3 separate regions of the Rattus norvegicus genome follow, and all the other regions are linked to region 1. The links are chromatin contacts, called in public Hi-C maps. All regions are on one chromosome and are shown on one strand. Each heading gives the region's core, a stretch centred on a gene start, on an enhancer-like site or on the middle of the called end of the contact. The rest is flanking DNA. Distances are from core to core; before and after follow the strand shown. Region 1 overlaps Rasgef1b (RasGEF domain family, member 1B). Region 2 overlaps Rasgef1b (RasGEF domain family, member 1B). Region 3 overlaps Rasgef1b (RasGEF domain family, member 1B).

Evidence for each region. A called contact is a pair of places that touch in the nucleus more often than the background predicts.
Region 2: a Hi-C map of liver shows a contact between it and region 1, with 3 times the contacts expected there. The contact joins two enhancer-like sites. A contact is called at or near these places in 2 of 12 Hi-C or Micro-C datasets (liver and mammary epithelial cells).
Region 3: a contact with region 1 is called in a Hi-C map of liver, with 2.6 times the contacts expected there. The contact joins two enhancer-like sites. A contact is called at or near these places in 3 of 12 Hi-C or Micro-C datasets (kidney, liver and mammary epithelial cells).

The regions. Positions count from the first base shown.
Region 1 is chr14:10,478,667-10,482,204 of GRCr8, reverse strand. All of the region lies in intron 2 of Rasgef1b (RasGEF domain family, member 1B), which reads right to left. Among named protein-coding and RNA genes, the nearest start is that of Rasgef1b, 320 kb to the right of the region's middle. Within about 2 kb of position 1,579, at least 2 of the 93 cell types and tissues checked have an H3K27ac peak or open chromatin away from gene starts, as enhancers often do. A contact at or near this core is called in liver, where this site is marked.
Region 2 is chr14:10,634,515-10,637,780 of GRCr8, reverse strand. The region is part of intron 3 of Rasgef1b (RasGEF domain family, member 1B); the gene reads right to left. Among named protein-coding and RNA genes, the nearest start is that of Prkg2, 230 kb to the left of the region's middle. Within about 2 kb of position 1,725, at least 6 of the 93 cell types and tissues checked have an H3K27ac peak or open chromatin away from gene starts, as enhancers often do. A contact at or near this core is called in liver, where this site is marked.
Region 3 is chr14:10,652,279-10,655,781 of GRCr8, reverse strand. The region is part of intron 3 of Rasgef1b (RasGEF domain family, member 1B); the gene reads right to left. Among named protein-coding and RNA genes, the nearest start is that of Prkg2, 210 kb to the left of the region's middle. Within about 2 kb of position 1,696, at least 10 of the 93 cell types and tissues checked have an H3K27ac peak or open chromatin away from gene starts, as enhancers often do. A contact at or near this core is called in liver, where this site is marked.

The DNA.
Region 1 (3,538 bases), core at 330-2,829:
TAAAACTCAGGATAGTTTTGCAAACACTTACTGAAGGTATTTTAAGCAGAACGTTCTGATTAATTTGCACTCGATTCACGGAAAACATTCCCCCCCGCCAAGGAAAACAAATAGGAAAATAAAAGTGTTCAAATGTAGGGCAAAATCTGCACGTTATAGTAACTCTGGTACAACATATTTTCTAATCTTGACATTATAAATATTAGACATACAATAGTTAAGATAGGAGTAAAGACCAGGGCTGTAAAAAAAAAAATCTGTGTGGGAAAAATAACCAAAATTTAAGTGTCACTTGAACCTTTCCCATATGAGCTAGTGTTGGGGGGCACCAGGGCAGAGTGATGCAGGGTATTCTGACGGTTTGCTTCCCACTTCACAGTACTCAGAAGCCTTATGGCCTCACACCCATGGCCCAGTCTTCTCCAGTCACTATCTCTGTCTCTCTTCACCTCATGGCCCAAGGGTAGGAACGTGAATGCGTGTGTGTGCAGTGTGAGGGTATGCTTCTCTCTTAAGTCTTATTTTAATTCTGTAAGGTCCAAATGTGATGCAAACCTTGGTGAACTACTAGCTTCCCTCTCCCCTCCCTTCCGTATCCCTATTGTTTGTACACAATCACAGCCAAGTGTTATTTCTGAATGTATTCTGTGTCCCCAATGCTACACTCAGTACTCTCATATAAGTAAGCCAGTTCCTGGTCAAAATAGCTTTGTGGTAGAAAATGATCACCCCACAGACAGCTAAAAATCTTGTGGTTCAGTCCCCTAAAGTAACACAAACAGAACTTTTTGGTCTCAAGATTCACGCTCAAGACTAACTAACTCAAAAGTACAATGTCCTTTTCTGCACATGAACACCTTTGGGCATAGACACAGGTCCCAGAGTATAATGGATTTACAGAGTATTTCTCTAGTGACAGAAAAGAGGGAATGTATGTGAATAGACAGGCACAGAATAGACTTTGGAGAGTATCGGTCTGCAGCATTGGTCTACATGTAATTTGTATGCATAGAATTTCTTGAAGTCTTCTATTTGTCATAAAATTATATTCCAAGATTGTAATACACTACTTCATATGTTTGTGTGTGTTGTAAGGGTTTCCTCTCTTTCTTTCTTTCTTCCTTCCTTCCTTTCTTTCTTTCTTTCTTTCTTTCTTTCTTTCTTTCTTTCTTTCTCTCCTTCTTTCTTTCTTCCTCAGTCCATTTGAAACAAGCTTTCCCTATTATGCACCTTTGCCTGTTCTGGAAGTCACTATGTAGACCGGACTGGCTTTAAAGTGAGAGAAATCTGCCTGCCACAGCCTCCAGAGTGCTAGGATTAGAGATGTGCACCACCGTGCCCAGCCTGTTTGATGTAAATTCTTTTAAGGGTTAAAGTAAGAGCAGGAAAGCAAATGGTTTACTAATTGGGGATATTCCAAGAGACTACACCAACCGATACAAAAAAAAATCTAGCATGGATAATCACTTAAATATTAAACTCCCAGTAAGACACAAATGATTATAATGTACAAGGCAGCAGGCAGAGTAAGAAGAACTCTGAACTGGGACTCCGGACCCAGATCGAACTCTGCTGGGGGCTGGTTTGCACATGAGTGTTGGCGAGAGCTCGAGTTCTGGTTTCCTTTGTGTGTGCCATATGAAGTGTTGTGTAGGAGACCGGATGACTTCAGACTTGCCATGTAGCTTGGCCACGTTTTTGGTGGTCTTAGTTGGAGAACCAATCAGGCACTTCTGCTGGGGCGGCAGCTGCACTCTTAGTTCGAGTGTCACAGATTCCATCAGAGCCCGTTGTCACATTCTCAAGCTTGATACCTCATCATTTTCCTTCACAGCATTTACTGCCAAGTCTAACTGTATGCTTTCTGTGTTTCTAAGGTAATAATCTTACTTAATATGGCTCTCCTCATACTGTTATGTACACCATAAGCATGGACTCCTGAGTTGCTCACAACTGTATTAATCCCCAGAACCCAGCTTAACGCCCAAAACAAAGCAAGTGTCTCATATATCCCATGAATGAATGAATGAAATGGCATAAGACATTTGTATCCTTATAGCATGTCCCCTACAGCTATTATGAGAGGAATGTGCATATTAGTTGGGGCCGAGGAGTCTTTTTCTGTTTCCTCTGACTGTTCTACAACAGTTGTGCTGCATATGGTGTAAGACGTTCCATTGTAGACTAGCCTCATTGGAAAGGCCGTCAATTATAGTTGCATGAACTTTTACCTACCACAGCCTGGTGCACATACTGACCTACATGGCTGCCCAGTAAGTTCTGTTGCTATTGTGCTTTAAGGGAAATTACAGGAATTTATTGCATATTACTTATTTTTTTAACATTCCGAATTTACGGCCATTAGCATCATACAGAAGCTCGTTACTATGTAGACTCCTGGTGCCCTTCTCTGTGCTCGACTTAAATTGCTGAGTGCGAAACACTGGAAATAACACAGTAAGCAAGTTTTCTCCGTCTGACACAGGGATGTGGGTCCACTCCTTGGGAAATTGTCGTAGCTTTTCTTAATGACTTTCATGCAAATTAAACTGAGCCACTATTCCTGGGTCTTTAGTAGATATTATATGTGAGGATGTGTGTAAATTATCATGAGCCTTTCATTGGAATCTTGATGGAATGACAAAGCTCTTTATTAAGTAAAATGAGGGGGGTAGTTTTGATCCTTTAAACAGTCAAATACAAGTATCTTCTGGAACCTCGAGGTTTTAAATTCATAGACCTTATAAATTGCTGTTTAGCTGAACAAAGGGAAAGAAAAACACAATGAACACACTCAGGCTCCAAAATGCCAGTTTCTAATGGATAAGGCTCTGGTGAGTGGCTTTGAGGGCGATGGCCAGTCACATTAGTCTGGAAGTCTTGGAGGAGTTCCAAGGGTAGAGGGTTCCGGAGACTCTCATACTTGGAAAGATCAAGCAGAAAAAGCACAGATAAGGTCTGATAACTCACCCACGCCAAATGAAGTAAAGTCCTACTGATGGACACTCCTTAGACGCACTGAATTGGCTTTGGGAGAGTTGGGGAGAAAGCCCACTGTAGGTGGTAGTAGCTTAAAGGGAAGACAGCTTTGAGAAGCCAAAGTTCCAGGCATGCCTCCCAGTGGGAAATCATGCATCTCCCAACCACAGTCACTCTGGTTCATAAGTGCTGAAGCCATTTCTCTCCCAAGCATTGCCTATGAACCTGAGAATAAATTACCAAGCTGCACAATAGACCTCTACCTCTCATTTAGAGCCTGAATTTCATGTCTTCGGAGGTGTATGAAAGGCCTGCGTCAACTCTTTGCTCACTGCAAAGACTGCAATTAGGGTTATCACCAGGCACCTGTCTAACCTGTAATTTTTCCTTACTCCATTCTAGTTTGTCACCAGGAATACGTAAATGGCAGTGGGTGCCAGAGGGCTGAGGCACAGTACAAAGGAGTGTGTGGTTAACTACCGAGTAGGGGTGAAGGGAGAAGGGAAGAGTGCTCAAAGGTGATAAATCCCCTGCACTGGGGTCAACTGTCCTTTTCTTT
Region 2 (3,266 bases), core at 476-2,975, 160 kb before region 1:
GTTAAAATATTACTGCTTTTTTTATGTGTTAGGTTTAAGCCCTAAATTTACTTTCCCTGAATAGTTCCTCTCTTCTCAACCAACCTACCGGTAAGCCTGAAGTAATTATAGATCAAATGGACGGACCGTGGCTTGTCCGTTGGCTTCAGACTAAAGGTATCCAAGGCCAGACTATACCTGCTGTTTCAAAGACACACTTTGTATGCCTTTGCGTTCGTTCTGTGCCCACGTGTTAAGTGGTCTAATACCTAAACTGCGGTGAGACATGTCTTTGCTTTAAGCCCTGAGTGTTAGGATGGTCCGGCTCTAAAGAGGGGTTGTGGAATGACCAATATTAAGAAGGCACGGAGTTGAGGTCTGACAATTCCAGTGTTTGCATTAGGGGACTTCTCCCCTCCTACTCTTGGCAGAACCTCCCAGCACTTTCTCCCTTCTGACCACTCCCCTTTCTTGACCACTCCCCTTTCTTGACCACTCCCCTTTCTTGACCACTCCCCTTTCTTGACCACTCCCCTTTCTTGACCACTCCCCTTTCTTGACCACTCCCCTTCTTCGAAAGCTCCAGGCCTTGACCTCAATGCCTACATCAAGGACCACCCCCGGCCCCCACCTCACCTCTTCTTTTTTGTCATGAGATCTCCTTTTTTCTGTTGCTACTTCTGGCCCCGCTGCAGTTTTGAAAGGAGTAAAAAACTTCAGCCTGCCCGATGACTATCTCTCCTCACTGACGGCACTCATGTGATTTACTTCAAGGTCAGTGCATTTCCCGTGTCTGGGGTGATAGGCAGCGGAGGAGTCCTTCCTTTGCTTCACAATGGACAACGGTTCGCTATGTTTAAGCAATTGGAATCCTCAAGTTTACCTATTTTTTTACATTTTCTATACATAATAACTCAAATGAGTAGATCATTTACCTGTGGGGAAAGGGACCTGCCTAAGTTGTCCTCTTCCAATGGCTTTCCTCAGACGGTTCTGCACATACAGGATGAACTTTCAGAGCCCACAGATAGAGTATTAATAACTGCTGTTTCCGTCCCTTTTTTAAATTATTTTTATTTTTCGCTTACGTGTGCGTGCACGCGCGCACACGAGTGGTGCTACCCTCAGATGACAAAGAAGGGCATCAGATCTGTGGAACTGGAGCCACAGGAGTTGGGAGCCACCGTGTGGGTGTTGGGAACAGGACTCAGGTCCTCTGCAAGAGCAGCCAGAGTTCTAAACTGCTGAGTCATCTCCGCAGCCCTCTGGAAATCTCCTGACATTACTTTAATCTTCAGTTGCTACATAAAAATCTTTAAAAAGTCGCCACAGACTAACAGATCACAACAGTTAACAGGAACAAATGTAACTTTCTGCACTTCAACTGAATTCTATAGGAGATTTTTAAGGACAATGTTACAATCCCTGGTGGCAACTTGACCTGCTTGTGGGACCCAGCCTTGTAATCCCTTTAGCACTAGGATGTTTTCTTCCCTGTATCAGCTAGAGTTCTCTGAGGACACTCAAGTTGAAATGTAAAGAAAGGTGGCCGCTTATATCCAACACTTAGTGTTCTCTCCATCATCTTCAACGTGGAAAGTGAAGGAGAGGGAGTCTTCACTGAGTGAGAACAACATCTAACAACACAGCCAAGATACGGACCGACAAGGCCTTCCTCCACAGAGCTTTGTATCACAAGCAGAGTTCATGGAGCAGACACACAAGCATTGGCCGACTTTCAAGTAAGCGCTACAACAAAAGTGAAAGAGAAACTGCGGGCTTTCCACCGAGGCTTGGGGCAGACAATGTTGCAGTGTTCAAGATCGCCCACCATGGAAAGGGGAAGAACCTGCATAACCCCCCACTCAGAGCTGACTTGAACAGGCTGCTGGTCACTCCAGGCCTCGTGTCTAAGACTCCTCCTCAGCTAAGACCACATGGATGCTGTTTTGAAACCGAGGTTCAATGATGCATACAAAGTCATTAGCACGAACTCTGGAAAACAGAGCTCAATAATGGAAGTTAATTAAATATAATATCACAACTACTCAGCAGCCTCTCCTGTGCCCACAGCTCAGCCTCTCCCAGAGTCCTTTAGAAGTCAGGGGATCCCAGCACTTAGGAGAAGCACAGGTTCAAGGCTAACCTTGGCTATATAAAGAGTTTGAGGCCACATCGAGAAACAGAGACTATCTCAAAAGCAACACGCACGAATGCGCGCACACACACACACAAAAGACACCACACATACCACACACACATACACACACACACACGACACCACACACACACACAAGATACCACACACACACAAGACACCATACACACACACAAGACACCACACACACACACAAGACACCACACACACACGCACACAAGACACCACACATACACACACAAGACACCACACACACATACACACACACACATATACGAGACACCACACATACACACAAGACACTACACCATACACACACACACACACACACAAGATACCACACATATACCACACACACACCATACACAAGATACCATACACACACCACACACACACACACCACATATACAAGACACCACACCACACCACACCATATGCACACACACAAACACACACACAAGATACCACACACACACCACACACAAGATACCGCGCGCGCACGCGCACACACGCACACACACACACACACAGGACTAGCCGGGCATGATGTTGAACACCTGTCACCTGAGTACTTGGGAGCCTGAGCACTGAGGCAAGGCCTTACTACAGAGTGAGGTTCCTTACCAAAGACAAAACAAAAGAGAAAAGACAAGACAATCATGACGATGTATCTTCCTATTCAGTGTAAATTCACTTTGTGTTGTCGGAAAACTATTAGAAAATTATAAGCATCCTTAAGAAACTCTTGCTTGGGGGCTGGAGAGATGGCTCAGTGGTTAAGAGCACTGACTGCTCTTCCAGAGGACCTGAGTTCAAATCCCAGCAACCACATGATGGCTCGCAACCATCTGTAATGAGCTCTGATGCCCCCTTATGGTGTGTCTGAAGACAGCTACAGTGTAATTGTATACATAAAATAAATAAATCTTTAAAAAAAAAGAAACTCTTGCTTGTATTTTCTAAATAAGTTATTGCTATTATATATACCACAGTCTATTATCCCTGAAGAATATCCAATAATAGCCCCTATCATCTAATTTCCACCACATGTTTCAATTTTCTAAGTGATCCTCAAGACTATCCCCAAGAATATTTTAAGCTTCTTCAAGGAACTAGACAACCTGACCAG
Region 3 (3,503 bases), core at 447-2,946, 170 kb before region 1:
AGCTGCCAGACATCTTACAGGGGCTGTTAATTTGGGCACAAAAATAGATCATGTTCTTCCAAGGACCCTGAGGAAGTTTGGCCTGACATTGATCCCTGAGCGAGGGAGCCAGGCTGTGGGTGATTTACAGGATGAATGAATCTGAAAGGCATGCCTAATGGCTTTAGACCAATCAAAGCTCCAGATGAAAAGCCGTCCTTCTGAACGGCAGACTGTGTTTGAACTAGCAACCGCTTCTGCACGACGTTATTTATGACGAAGCAGGTGCACGGGGATGATTTCAGGTGGTAACTCAATGTGGAAAAGAGACTGCGGTGCAGATGGGCGTGGAGAGACATCAAAAACCATCCCTTCTGTGGCAGACGCTTTGCCGATCTTCCCTAGAACAGCAGTCAGCGTCTCCTTCACTCTCAAGAGAAAGACAGAAATGCTTTTCTGCTCCACGTCATAACAGGACGAGGTGTTTACAACCCAAGGCTCTACACTGATTACAGTGTTTCAGCAGCAGCCTAAACGCTAGACACGTGTCCAAATTTAAGTAACGAGGCAAAGATCTCCTTCTCTCAGCTAAACCTTGAAAGCACGTTTGTTTAGTGGGAAGAGATTTCATTTAATACCTGGAGCTCGACCTTTCTCCATTCCTGTCTGGACTCCAAAGGAACCCCACACCTTGCATATTTAACAACTCTCTGCTTTCTCAGTTGACACTGCAGACACTGGGTAAATCCTTCCAGCTAATGTTCCAGACTGACAGCTTCCTTTCGGTGACAACAGGCTCGGGAATGCAGACTGACCAAAGATCCAGGTGACGGCAGATGTGAGCCCAGGCGAAAGGCCAAAGTCAAGCTTCTGAGGCTACCTGAAGCACAGTGTATTCTAAGCTTGGAAGTGTTGAGATGCTTATCTTCTCCCTCCTTTCCACAGACTGAGAGCCTTTTTAGCAGAGACTGCAGACAGCATCTGTGGAACCTGCAGGCAGGCTACGCCTCCACTAACCCTTCTTAGAAAAGAGGTATTTTGTTAAGAAGGCAGCTGAGAACAGACAGCAGTGTGCACGGACACAACCCCACAGTGTACCGCTTTTCGAACTGAGTCCAAGTGGTCTACAGGGTTCCTAGTTTAGGAAGGAAGATTACTTATTTAAAAGTTTGTAATTAATGTATATGTGGGGTGGTACCCAAGGAGGCCAGAAGAGGGCGTCAGATCCTCTGGAACTGGGGTTATAGGTGCCTATGAGCCAACAGGGATGCTGGGAACTGGCCTGTTTTCCCTCTGCAAAGGAATGGGAGTGTTTCCTGATTTGTTACATGTCCCCCAACTCCCCACCCCTCACTGCTCACACACACACACACACACGCACATGCACACACACACACGCACATGCACACACGCCAATTTACATTTTGCTTTATCAGGCCTTATGTTACCTAGATTTTTTTTTTAACTAATCCCTAATTGGCGAAAGAATTCTGACTCAACAAGTTAACATTTTCAGTTGGAGGAAAAACATGATCTTTTTGTTATGGGATGGTGTTAGCAATTTATTAAAGCACAAAATGACATTTTGGTACATGGAAACTCTGAATAGGCCTGGAGTGTCATTGAAAATCTTCCTATAGTGTGTAGCAAGGGAAGCCGGGACACGCTGACTTCCTACATGCCTTTAAAAGCCTTTTCTCCTCTACAGCGTCCTTGCAATTCTGGAGCTTAGCAGTAGGTGGCGCCCGGGTCCCTGTCTTTGACAGAGCTGGTGCTTTCCAGCACTAACTGCTGGTTTACAAAAAACAAGGAAAGGGCAGCTATTGCATGGGGGATATGAAGGTCTCAGCATAGGACTGGGCTTGGGGAACAAGTAAGTCATAAATTAGTGGACGGTGCCCCCACCGCTCCATTTCCTGATGCCCCAGATGCCCATCTGTGATGAGAATCAATTATTTCATTGAGAATAATAAGACTGATCTCCAAAAATCACCATTACCTAATCAAGGGTTGCCACAAGGGCTGGAATCCTAAGAGAATGGCCTCTTCTTCATTGTCTGATAGCCACCACAGGCTGCAGTGACTATGGGACTTCACACTGGCTAGTCGGCTGGGGGTGGCTTGGTGGCACAGCTCTGGTAAAATAGGGAGTGGTTTGGTGGCATGGCTCTTAGCACAGCATGTACAAAGCCCTGGGTTTCACCTCAGCTCAAGAGAGAGGGACAGAGAGAAATAGAGGGGGAAAAAGACAACTGGGAAACCAGTACTTTTGTTCAACTTAAGCAAATTTGTTTAAATATCTCCATGTGGCTAGAAGCTGTCCTATTAAACAGAACAGATGAACTGCAGATTATGCAGGATATACACATAAAGCATCTCAGGGGGATAACCTCTATTAAAATATTTTATTTTTCTCTGTCTAACTCACTTCATTAGGGAAATGGTTCAATACTCAGTAGAGATATTTGTTAAAAGCCAAGATTATTTCTCTTTGTATTTTATTATGTAACATGATAAAGGGGACAATTTAATTTGGGGGGATGAAAACTATGGTTTTCTCCCTTCGATGTTTTTGTCTTTTAGACAAGTTGAAAAGGGCTAATGGTCTTAAAGTGTTTTCCTTTTTTGCATGACTAAATCTTGTTGTGTCAAATCTCCACATCAGGGTGGTTCCCTAACATAACTCCTGTCAACTGGATCATTCCTAGGTCTATATGCACTTTAAGAGAAAATAATAAATGCACAAGTCTATGAAAACACATTGGTAAAAGAGAAGGTGGCGTTTGGTTGACAAGAATGATGAGTTTGTAAGATAAAATGTTTTTCTGACCCCACCTTATTGATAATTAGTAACTTTTTAAACATTCTCCCGATGACGGAAAGGGAAAGACAAGTCAAGGAAACACTAACTGTCTATCTGCATTCACCTAAGAAAGAATGTTGCTCACCCCTGTCATTCCCTGGTGCTCAGAAGACAACTGCGCATGCTGCCTTCACCCTGGCGTGTTCCACTTTAGGGTGGATGGAGGAAAAGGTTGCAAGGAAATAACGTAACTAGGACAGAAATACAAAGGCCCCATAAGCCATCTCCTTTAACTTCCTGTGTCCACTTCACAGATGTTACAGCTACATAAAGAAGGCAGGGGTCTCGATAGGTAGGGAGATGGTCCCCATCTGCCCAGACTCATTTCCAGGGCAGAGGTCTGGCTAAGCCACTGCGGCCATCTTGGAATAAACAATGCCTATACACATGTAATTTTTGTAGGTTTAAAGGATGACCCAATAGAAGTATGGCCAACTGTATACAGTTATATAGTTCTGGAAAAATGATGGTAATGGAGACAGAGAATACTTAAATTCAACGACTACCCTCCCCCACCAAGACAATCAGCCAATGTGAAGACCTCACAGGATCTCTTTAAAGCTTTTTCATTGGTTTTCTAATAAATTCTGCCATCAGAACTAAGGTTCTCTTCGACCCTTGCTTGGGATTCCTGATTCTTCTTCCAGGCAAGACTGAGGAC